Regions from separate parts of the Mus musculus genome. Here region 2 is linked to region 1. A link is a contact called in public promoter capture Hi-C data. All regions are on one chromosome and are shown on one strand. Each heading gives the region's core, a stretch centred on a gene start, on an enhancer-like site or on the middle of the called end of the contact. The rest is flanking DNA. Distances are from core to core; before and after follow the strand shown.

Region 1 (5,704 bases), core at 226-2,725:
ACTATAAGCATGTCATATTATAAATTCAGAAAACAAGAATTCTAGAAAAATATATACAGCTATTTTAATTTGTTTGATTCTATGATATGGATTTAGTTTCATCTTGACATTTTGAGTATATGTTGATGCTAAAATGTATTTATGTTATTGGCCAAACATGACACTTTTCTTATTTAATTAATATATTAAGTGATTCATATATATAGTAACATTATTTATGAAATAGTAAATTTTAATATAAATATCCAGATTTATATATTTTTAAATGAAATGTTTTTACTTGGAAGTTCCCTGCTTATGTTTTCATCCCATCATAAGGGTTTAGCAATTTCTACGAAAATTCTCAAAGCTGTGTTTCTATGAAAAGGGTTTGAAAGAAGTCTGAGGATGCTGAGTTAGAAAAAGAGGCAAGGTTGTAAAGTTTCTGAGAATGGACAGCTGTCTAACCACAAGGCATTAAGCAGGGATTAATTCTGGACTTAAGGAACCCCTTCCCCAACCCTGCAACAGCAGGAGGCCCTGATGGCTTTACTGCTGTGGTGAAAGTGAGGTGGGCCAAGGCCAGATCTGTGTACTTTTCGGGTATTGGGGCTCTCATCTGTTCTGCACCATCTTCACCAAGGGATTCACAAGGTGACTCCCTCGTGACTCTACTGTGCTCACTACCATGGGTAGAGAGCCTAGGTAATCACTGTAGAAGAAGAAAGAAGGCTTTTTGATTCAGGGTGTTAAAGGTTTCTATCCAAAGTTCATTGATCCTTTTGCTTTGGGCCTGATGCTGCCCTGGTGAAAGCTGACAGAGAAAAGATGCTTACCCCTAAGTGGCTCTTCAGTAAGCTTTTCATCATTGGGACAAGATGCCTGAGAAGACAGCTTATTTATTTTGGATCCTAGTTTCTGAGGCTTCAGTCTGTCCCTGGCTAGGTTCATTGCTTTGGGATGAGGCAAAGCTGGATACCATGAGAGAAACTGTCATCTCAGGGGTTAAGCAGGGAAGGCCAGAGCCTGAGTCAAAATATAGTCTTCAAGGACATGGCCCTCAGTAACCTACTCTCTGTACAGAAGCCCCCCCCCCCCATGTAATCTGGTCAGTTATGCACTAATCCTTTGGTGAGGTGTGTGCTCGCCTTTAGCCAGTTACTTTGCAGTAGACCACCAGCTAGTCGTTAAGCTTTCAACACATGAGCATCTGAGAACCCTTCATATTTAAATTATAGCCATGAAGAAGTCGAGATGGAAGCAAATAGGAGGCTGAGGATCCACTGTCCTCCTGATGGGCTTGCCTCCTGTGACCTGAAGGGTCTCCCAGGAGGCTTTGCTTCATGGAGTGCCAATCTGGGGAGTGAGGTTTTTAACACATATTCGAGCAAAATAGCTAGTTGAAACATTGTGAGTCCACAGTACTGAATAGCCGTGGCACAGCTCACTGTCTCCCAGAAGGTCCCTCTGGGCTCCTCAAAGGTTTCTACAAACCACAGGAAGAAAGTGAAATGAGGCTCTAGGGGCTTGGCTGCCATTGGCCACCTGGGAAAGACATCCTGTCTCTGACTTATATAAACCAAAGTCTTAATGTTTGATTTGGGGTACAAGGTTTAAAAATATGTCCCTATCCCCGGGAAACTTTCCTGAAGTAGGCCTTCTTAGTTTAGAGGGATCACCACAGCTACACCTCACTGGGTAGTGGTGAGCACAAGACAGAACTGAAACTCTAGGCTTGTCTTATCAGTTCTTCTTTACTGTCTAAAAGCCTATTAGGTGAACATTTTAAAGGGTCTGAAAACTGGTTTTTATATGACAAAACAACTTACTTAGGATGGTAATTTGATATTCTACTGGTAATCCCCTTGCCCCACAGATCTCCTGCATTAAAGTACTATCATCAGAGCTATCTGATCATCTGACTTGCAGTCTTCCCTGAAAAGAACATTTAGGCACAATTCATTATCAAGGTTGTGTTGAGATCATTTTGAAAATATATGTTCGTACATTTCTGTTCTTTTTTAACTATAGAGTTAGCTTTGTCCTATTTTGTTAGCCCATTGTGGCACAGAAGCACACTCTTGCAATAGCAATACAGTGCCTTCTCAGAGACTACATTTTGGTGGCTGAGGAGATGGCTAAGTGGACAGAAAGCACTTGCAACTCAGGGGTGAAAAACTGAATTTGAATCCTTGGAACCCATGAAAAGCCAGTGTGAACATCACAGGAGTCCTGCTTTGGGGAGATGGGAGGCAAAGACAGAAGCCTGGAAATCCATGGGCTGGCTAGTCTAGAGCAGTGGCAGACACAGACTCTCTGTTTCAAACAAGGGACAAGGTGAAGTCTAACCTCAGGGTGGTCCTTTGACCTCACATACACTCCATGTTTGCATGTCCATAGTCACACACATAAATGTAGTGCGCACACGCGCGCGCGCACGCACACAGTGTATGAATTTAATTCAGAAGCAGATCGTCTATCTAATCTTCTGCGAAAGCAGATGGATGTGTAATCTTTGCCTTCTATCCTGTCACCACCAGTTTTGCACAGAGAGGCCTCCTTTGGATATGCTGTTTGCGAGTCTGTTTTTATAACTGACAGCATACTATTAAATGTGAATTTACAAAATGTCTGGGTTATTTTAGATTTACATACCTTTATGTTATAACATACAATTATGTTTTTAATGAAGAAATTGGTAAGTGATTAATATGCTAGATATTTGGTTTTTACTAGTTTGTTTGTTTTGGGGGTTTGTTTGGTTGGTTGGTTTTTATAGATTTTCGTTATCATTGATTTTCATCAGCTGACAGGACTGTGTGAATTAGATCTTTGCCTCACGTATGGCCTCCAGGGATAACAAGCTGGGAATGTTGTGTAGTAGAAAGGAGGGAGTTGGGATAATGAGAATTGCTTAGAAAACATTACCATTTTCTTAAAACTGCCAGAACTATAAATCAGTTGTGGTTCCCAAACAATCTCTCTAAAACACATTATTCTGTGCAGTACCGAAACACGACTAAGAAGTCAAGGGGCTGTGTGTGACCTGAACCATGATGGTCGCCTCCTAGCAGACAGGATGTTTCCACCTTTCAGGAGCTAAGATTTTATTTTGGGTTAATGAATTATTTTAAACAGCACGTGCAGTACATTCATGGAACAGGGCAGATGCTGTAATAGCAGCCCACCTGCGAGCACATGACACATGAAGGAACCCAGCAAGAGAAACTTAGGAGAACGCCAAAGGCGTAACTACATCATTTATACTTTCGACTACAATCAGCCCAACACTCATGGGAAGAGAGGCTGCTTCACTTACTCACCAGGTGTGTCCTGAGCACTTGGTTCTGTCAGTCAGCCTTCTGTCACATAACGAACACCCAAGACAGCCCAGTTACTAAGAAAAGGTTCATTTGGATCTGGGTTGTGGAGGTCCATGACCAGTGTACCCTCTAGCTTGCTGGGCAGGAGCTCACTGCAGGGGAAACCCATTTACACAGAGTCGGAAAAGAGAAGAGGAGGAGGAGGAGGGACCTGGAATCCCACAATTCTCTTTAAGAACATGCCCTGCACCAGTGATTTCCCCCTAGGCCACACCTCCTGAAGGTTCCACCATATCCCAGTAGTGTAGCCTAGAGAGCAAGCGTCAGTCACATGGGTTTAGCATGGGTGTAGTGTCTGAATAGACAGCATTACTAGGGTGTGCTTGAATGCACGGCTGACCGAGCACACATCCCTGCCTAGTGAAATGGGTAAGCTCCTTCTGGTTTAAATGCTCTCCTCCTAAGACCTAACGTGGAGCAGTAAAAGGGTATACACTGTGGGTAAGGTCAGGCTCTGGGCTTTTCTCTCATTACTGTCTCACCCTAAGAATTGTGGCAAACTCTTTTCTCTGCAAGTTTTGTCTTCATTTTTTTTTTTTTTTTCTGTAAAGGGCTGTCTTGTAAGGTTGTGAAAATTGCTAAACACAACCAGTCAAGTCTGTAGAACCATGATCAGCATGGAATTTACCTAACCTCTTGTAGTCAGTGCACTCATTAGACCTCCATTATGCACCCGCCTCTCAGCGGTGGACTCTGGGGTTAGCAGGGACTACAGAGCCTTCCATTCTAGAGCGTTGTTTATTTACATTATGGGTTAGATTGGTTCTTGTGATTTAGTGTGTGAACCAAAATACCATGTTTACATAATGTTATTTCTATGGGAAAATGCCTTCTGAATTTTGAATGTAACTTGTGGTTTTGAACATTTTAGACTATAACTTGGAGTATAGCTGTTGTGTTAGTGTGTGAATGTGTGTGCACACTCCCTGTGCTCAGTGTGTAGGGCTTTCAGCATATAAACTGGCTCCAAGTGAAATTTCAAGTGGAATATATTTACCTAGTTGTTTAAAAAAATTTTTTTTGATCATGATTGGAAATTAGGTGCACTCATTTTTTTTTTCTTCCTTGACTGTTTTTAAAGAAATTTTAGGTTCACAAGAAAAAGAAAAAAAAAAAAAACAAGCCAAAAACCAAAACCAAAAGGCAGATTTTCTCTGTGCCTGCAGTCCTCCAGCATGTGTAGACGCTTCTTGTTAGAGTCAATAAACCTTCATCAGCAGGTCCTGATCAACGTAACCCGTTGTTTACATTAGCTTTGTAGTTATGGGGTTGTTTGTTTGTTTGTTGTTTGTTTTGTTTTGTTTTTTTGAGACAGGGTTTCTCTGTTGCCCTGGCTGTCCTGGAACTCACTTTGTAGACCAGGCTGGCCTCAAACTCAGAAATCCGCCTGCCTCTGCCTCCCAAGTGCTGGGATTAAAAGCGTGTGCCACCATGCCCGGCTCTATGGTTTTGAATTCTTTAGGCTGCAGAGTCCTGGTACCTGTGCAGGAGTAGGGAGCGAGCTCCTAGGAGCTTATTCTCCCTTGCACAGAGGACCAGCCTCAGGTCACCAGGCTCTGTGACAAGTACCTTGTGCCAGCCCGGTGCTCTGGCTCCGTCTTTAGTGTGTATTCTGTCTGTGATGTCTGTCAGTGCAGTGTCATTGTTGTCACTGCCTTATAAGCTCCCTGTCATGGCCTATTTGTCCCTCAGATGTCCCAGCTTCTGAGAACTTAAATGTCTATTCTTCTTATATTACAGGGAAAAATGGGTTTCTGTTTTTATAATGGAATTTCTCCCCTATAGCTAATATAAACTGCCTTCCTTGCTTTGGAGCTCAGGCTGCCTAGAATTCCATATTTTCTGAGCTCATCTCTAGTCAACTCTTCTTGAAAGAGTTCTCTCTCTCTCTCTCTCTCTCTCTCTCTCACACACACACACACACACACACACACACACACGCGCACACACACACACACACCTTTTGAGTAGATTAACTCTGATTAGAAGTTTCATTATCCTAATTTAGCACTTTTCAGTTAAATGGGGGTTATTTGTCATTTCTGTAGCCAGATTTATTGCTTTGCCTAACACTTTTTGTAATTTTAAAGATTAAATGTTAAATGTTGACACCTTAATCTGATTCCCTGCATTGAATTTTCCTTTGTTCTTCTAGTTTATTAATATACCAGCATGCTAATTAGCATTTCTCTAGCACTTAACGCTAAACCAAAAGTGCATGAGATCTTTAAGCGGCTTCTGGTCTAGTCAAAGAGGCAGAGTGGCCATAAAGGTAAGGGTCCGGCTACACGAGTAAATAGACCCCAGAGGCTCGAGGGGGTCAAACTACTACCCAGTGCTGA
Region 2 (6,273 bases), core at 1,717-4,216, 220 kb after region 1:
GCTTCTCTTTGACTCAGTATACTCATTTGTAAAATGGGGGCTCGATCTATACCTCATAAGGCAGTGCTTAGGAGTCAAATGAGAAAATTTACAAAGTAACACACAACTATTCAATAAAGCATGGCCACTACTGCTGTTCTCTGACTCTGGCTTTAAAAAACACCTTTCCCATTTTTCACATTCCCAATTTTCTAACACAGCATTTACCAAAGCACAGATAGCATTATATTTTCCTGAAGATAAAGAGGTAGGGAGGAAAAAAAAGGAAAGCAAAGCTGGCAATCAATACAGAAAGGAACAAAACTGAGAAGTGAGAAAGGGCATATTTCCTTCAAATAGTATTAAAATAAAATTGTCTTACTGTACTAAGAATTTAATAGCATTATTCCTAACATCTATCATGATGCTACACTATGTATAAGACAACTAAGAGGCCACCATCAGAAATTACAAGGTGGAAATGATACAAATAACTTGTTATAAATATAACAATATCAACAGCAAAAAGGATTGATTTCTTTTCCCAACCTAGAATAAACAACATATAAAACTGGCCCAGGACATATTTGTATATTATGAAAAGAACACAAACAGTGAAGTCCTTTGGTCTCTTCACACAAATTAGCTGTTGATTCTAAATGTAGATTAGCATTATGGACAGAGATTAAGATAAACTAATACACTCCAACTACATCTAAGGCCCAGAGAAGTTAAACAGAAGAAAGCAACAATGAATACTCTTCACCAAAAAAAAGAAATGTTTGTTTTTGCAGGTTAGCACCACCATTTTTTTCACATTTGCATCCTAATAGTTCTACTTGGTCTCTCCATTATGCAACAGTCCTTACAATCCAGCCAGCTACCCTGACAACTGGGTTCCTTTGCCAGGGTGGCTTTGTCTAAATCCCAAAGCTGTGCTTGGCTGTGAACTGAGCCCAATGGCTGCCTGTGATCTGAATGCCAATGAAGAGTACAGGCCTTGTTGTCTAACAAGCCAAAGACTAAAAGGTCTCCTTGGGGGTCAACAAACTGTCTTGACTACTTTTATAAGCTTAAAAGACTAGAAATTGCAGAGAGTGAAGCATCTCATTTCTTAGGTTGACAACACAAAGTACTAAACATTCAACCAGCATCAGATACCTCAGAGATTCAACTTTAAATAAGGATCTAATAAATCATATAAAAACAGAGTACCCTCTCTTTTAAACAGAAATAAGTTTAATCTCAAATAAAAATATAGGTAGATATAGATCCCATATTATTAAAGACCTCCAACCCTACTATTTACTTAAAGGAGGTGAATAAATAGTGACAAAGAAACAGACAATAAACCATTAAATTGTAAATCTGCTGATCACCTACAATCTAAAAAAATGGAAAATTACATAACTAAAGAACCAAGTAATAGAAAGTACTTCCACATAGCAATTGTGAACAAAACTCAAAATAAAGTCCAGTTGTATAATTATTGAACTTCTGAGCACAAATTGTCAATGAAATGTGATGTTTATAACTTTTGCTTACACATTTGAATTTTCTATTCAGTTACTATTCATTTCCTCATATTTTAGAGAACTGAGGCTGCTGTTTTCTTCCATACCACCAATTGAGCAGTAATTCTCTTACTTAAATGTCACATCTTATCAATTTTAGTTCCTTGATGGTTCTCTTAGAAATCTTCCTTACCCAGCTGCCACAGCCCCTGCATGGAACATAATGCTACCTTACTGGCCTCTTGGGAAAGCTTCTAAGATGACTGCTGGCTACCAATATATACTGTCAAAGATAAACATAATTTCAAAGCTTCTAAAAGCCAGAGATATTTGAGCTAGCAAAAGGTGTCAGATGAGATTAAATTGAGTCATGTTTAATCAAATATATACAAAATATGACTTCAACAAGCACTCACAGAAAAATATTTTACTTTTTTCACACAATGAACTCAAAATCTATTGTGCCTTTTACACTTACAGCACAGCCTACCTCAGATAGAAAATTTCCAGCATCCGATGAAACATGTCAACCTACTCAAAAACTATTCAAATGGAAATATATTTTTAACTTGTTCCAATTTTTAAATTAGAAAATTTTAAAATAAAATCTAAAATTATTTCTTAGCCACACTGGTTAGCTCATAACTCCCTTGCTGGACAATATGGCTCTTTAATACTCCTCTTCCAAACCAGTCTCAACATACTTACAAGTAAACATTACTTACATTACCTTACAACTTAAAAGATTTTTCACTACTTTCCATTAATCTCCTGGCAAAATTCAAACACTTAAGATCTCCTAGCATAGGAAATCTTCCTTTTCCAGCTTCAATAGCTGCACATTTCCTCTTTATACAATGTTTCTTCCAGAGCTGGGTCATGATGAGCTCTGTCCACCCTGCCCTTTTTTACTGTCGGTTCCACATAACTCTCCTCTTACCTGTCTCTATCAACAGGCCAGAGCCAGCTCATTCTTTAGCTCTTAGTTTAGAAACCACTCTCTTAGATAGATAACATACTAGTTATCTCTTTGGAAGGTCAGGAACTATGTTATTCTTGCTCAGTACCACATCCATGCTTTTATGAGAGTGGGGAAAAGCATTCTCTAGGTACTCATAACTGAATCAATCTTACAAATGATCTCAGCTTCTTTTAGTGTGCTGAACATGTGACCACAAGTACCAGGAAGAGAAGCATTGTCACTGAGAATTAATCTGTCTCTTGTTGACATGCCCAATGTCAATTCAACTTCTATGGATTTGTTTACTATGCTTTAACTCTGCTTTAGAGTTTGGAGGTTCAATTTTTCCTTCTTGTAATTTCTTCCTAAAAGTTCACTATATGTTTTACTATCACTTAACTAAAAATAAACTACACACAAGGGAAACTGCCAAATTACCACAGCATTGAAACTCAAAGTTGAAATGTTCAGTACAAAAATAGCATTATGCTCCTACTCCTACAGGCCACAGGAAGAGCATAATCCGTGCTCTTGATGATGATCAGAGAAACTTCCTCAGTAACTACTAAGGAAAGCTCTCTCCCTACTCTACATAAGAAGAGTCGTTTCATTCCAGATTCCTATGCCTTTACTCATTCTAATTCTGGGGAATAAATTTGGAAAAAAATATCTTGATATGAAAGTCTTTTCTTCCTTTTGAAAGGAATGAATTGTAGGAAAAAAATTGCCATTCCTCCAGTATGAAGGGCACAGTAAACTGCTAGAACCTGGAAACTTCTTTCTAGGTAAAGTCTTACTGGAACACAGACACACCTTTACTCTGCATACTGTCCATGGCTATTTTCTTGCACAGCAGTCAGAGAGACGAGTAGCTGCAATTTCATTTAAAAACCATATTATTTGCAAAGGTAATTACCAATCTTTGTACTCTATTCTATTACCCTGCTCGAATAGCCTGAAATGTGCTGGAGAGACTGCCTAATTCTGCAATTCAACAGGTGACTTGGCTCTCACACTAAAACCTCCAATTTAACTGTTATTGAAGTACAGCTGATGCCCTTACACATGGTTTCACGTTCCATGCAGTTTCAGTGGCCCATGGTCAGTAACAGTCTGGCATATCAAAAAGAAATAAAGAGTTGATAAATTTTGTTCTGTTCTGATTAGCATGATGAAATCTTCCACCATCTGCTTCAGAAACCCAGGATATGAACCGTCCTTTTCTTTCCCCATTGTATTCACACTATAGACCCATCAGATACTTGGTAGCTGTCTCAGTTGGTAGTTACATTGCTGTGGTATCAGAGTACCTGTATTCAAGTAATCCTTCAATAGCCTAATGCTTGTAATTTCTCTAATAGTCATTTTACTTTAAATTTATCTCATCAGACGCATCCCATTATCACAGGAACATTGATAGACACTTTAAGTGGGTATTTTATGGGAAAGACACCATGTTTACATACCACTGTACATTATTAGAAATGGTCTAGTTTTCGTTACCGTCACTACTCTTTTACTATTCTAAATTTCATAGTTAAACTTGATGGTAGGTAAGTATGGAAGCAAATATAAACCATATAGGGTTCTAGACTATATGCTTTTTCAGGCATGCAGAGCAAAGAGAGGGCAAATGCCTTCTGAGCTCCATCTTTACTCTTCATATTGTACTTAATAGTCTTTTAGAAGGCCAGCAATCTTTCGGGAACCCCAATACTTCTATGAATGCCCTCTGTGCATGTTTAATGTTAAGTTCTAAGATACAAAATTCAAGAGAAACCGTCTCAGTCAAATGCCTGTTCCAGCTCTAAAAATGTGTTCTTAAAGCAAATCTTATCTCTTCATCAGAGAAATTTCTATCAATAATGTTAACTTTATCACATATCTAACTACATGTTTCTAATAGTCCTAAAGAGAACGAGCACGATAAACTCCAGCTTAGTTCTTCAGAGACTTAGTATTTCATGTTGGTCTACTGTATAACATAAACTTGCATACTTGTAGAAGTGTTGTTAGTCTTTGAAACCAATATTTGTTTCTTTTATGTTTCTGTATCTTTCCCTCAAAACAAATGAACCAATATTATGCAAATGTACCGGATCAACCATTTACACAAGCATGAATTTAATATTTACTAAAATACATTCTTTTTTCTTACATTAAAATTCTCTGATTTTTTTAAATAGTGATAATTCTATGACATATACTTCAATTATTTTTCCCTAAAAATAAGACTCAAACTGGGCATGGTGGCACATACCTGTACTGAGCATTATGAGGAAACAAGATCTTGAGTTTCAGGCCAGCCTGGGCTGCCTAGTCAGCCCTTAACTCAAAACAGAAACAAACAAGCAAAAAACCAACAACAAGAAAAACTTACAAGTAAATAACCACTTGTTAATAATGACAGGGAAGTTAATAACCCAACCAACCAATTCGTACAATAGACAGAAAATGAAGGTGCTGCATATTACTTTCATCAATAATTTTTGGGGCTTTGCAAATCACCCACAGCCAGTATCCCCCGTACTCATCATATATTCATGTTTATTTCAACTTCTTAACCAATTTTGCCCTATTCAGTCACCGTTTTAAATGCTAACAATCTCACATTTCAATGTTTTCTACTACAGTTGGTTAAATGCCTTAGTATAAGGGAAGTAGCAGCTATGATGCAACATAAGCTACTTCTTACTTTATTACTAACTCAGTTTATTTTAGGTTCTGTCATTTCTTTCTAGAACAAAATTAAGACAAGAAAAAACACAAATTAAATTTTTAAACACTAATATTTTAGAAAAAGTACTAAAAAGAGAAATTGTAAAATAAAAGGAACTTCCCTTTCTTAAGTATCTTTCATGTCAATTGGGCTGAACTCTCGGTCTCAATGTTCAAAAAATATTTACCAACACAATTTGGTAAATTATTGTTACTTAATAATCCTCTGAAGTCTACGTCACATGCCTCACTGAAACTGATAATCTTCTAAACCAAGAATAATTAAAAGGCAAATTCACAGTTAAAACTACATTAGTTATGAAAACTATGAGATTTCATAAAGACTAAATATAATCTTTAATAATCAGATACATATTGGATATTTCTCTTTAGCTAATATAGCAATCAAACTGCTGACCTTTTTCTTATTTTCACAGATCTACTCCTCCTCCTAAGGATATTCTTCAAACCCTACCCCTTAAGGACTCTAATCACAAGAAATCATGGGCACAACATAATTTTAAGGGCTCTAGGGTATCCTTTCAAAAATATATCATAGATCCTTTAAAGAAATGAAACTATAGTAGGTCACTTAGTCATGACTGCTGGAATACTAACAAGTTCACTGTGCAAGATGTCAGGGAGAAGGTACACCAGCTTTAAATGCTGCCAAGTGCCACACGATATGTGTATTCACACAGCCCTTGATCAGAAGCTAGTGCTACCATTCATGCTCCATTACATAAGAAGCTAGAAAAGATAAGAGCAAATGGGAATGTGAGCTTTTACACCAGAAACATAGGTCAACAATGCTGCCCAAGGAAATCTGAAACTGTTAAGACATACGTTTGAAATTGACCAGAACCAATAAATTAGTTAGGCACATCATCTTTTAAAACATGATCTACAATGTCTATTTTTTTCTAGTAGGAAAAGAGTTGTCATTTGTTTAAAATACATTGTTAGCTTTTCTTCAAATCACATATGAATACCTAATCTTAGTAGCACATAAGGTCATTGACATTAATACTGTTTGAAATATAAAGAATAGCTGCATTCAGAATGGCTAAGATTAAACCCTCAGGTGACAACACATGTTGG

What was found. Promoter capture Hi-C pulls out the DNA fragments that hold promoters and counts their contacts.
Region 2: a promoter capture Hi-C map of pre-B cells shows a contact between it and region 1, with 1.9 times the contacts expected there. The contact joins two enhancer-like sites. A contact is called at or near these places in 5 of 39 promoter capture datasets (the 3T3-L1 cell line, the HPC-7 cell line, liver and 1 more), 1 of 15 datasets of contacts at CTCF or cohesin (pro-B cells) and 2 of 484 Hi-C or Micro-C datasets (cerebellum and myocytes).

Annotation. Positions count from the first base shown.
Region 1 is chr1:176,959,451-176,965,154 of GRCm38.p6, forward strand. All of the region lies in intron 16 of Sdccag8 (serologically defined colon cancer antigen 8), which reads left to right. Among named protein-coding and RNA genes, the nearest start is that of Gm15423, 21 kb to the left of the region's middle. Within about 2 kb of position 1,476, at least 13 of the 459 cell types and tissues checked have an H3K27ac peak or open chromatin away from gene starts, as enhancers often do. A contact at or near this core is called in pre-B cells, where this site is marked.
Region 2 is chr1:177,174,730-177,181,002 of GRCm38.p6, forward strand. All of the region lies in intron 1 of Akt3 (thymoma viral proto-oncogene 3), which reads right to left. Among named protein-coding and RNA genes, the nearest start is that of Akt3, 71 kb to the right of the region's middle. Within about 2 kb of position 2,967, at least 7 of the 459 cell types and tissues checked have an H3K27ac peak or open chromatin away from gene starts, as enhancers often do. A contact at or near this core is called in pre-B cells, where this site is marked.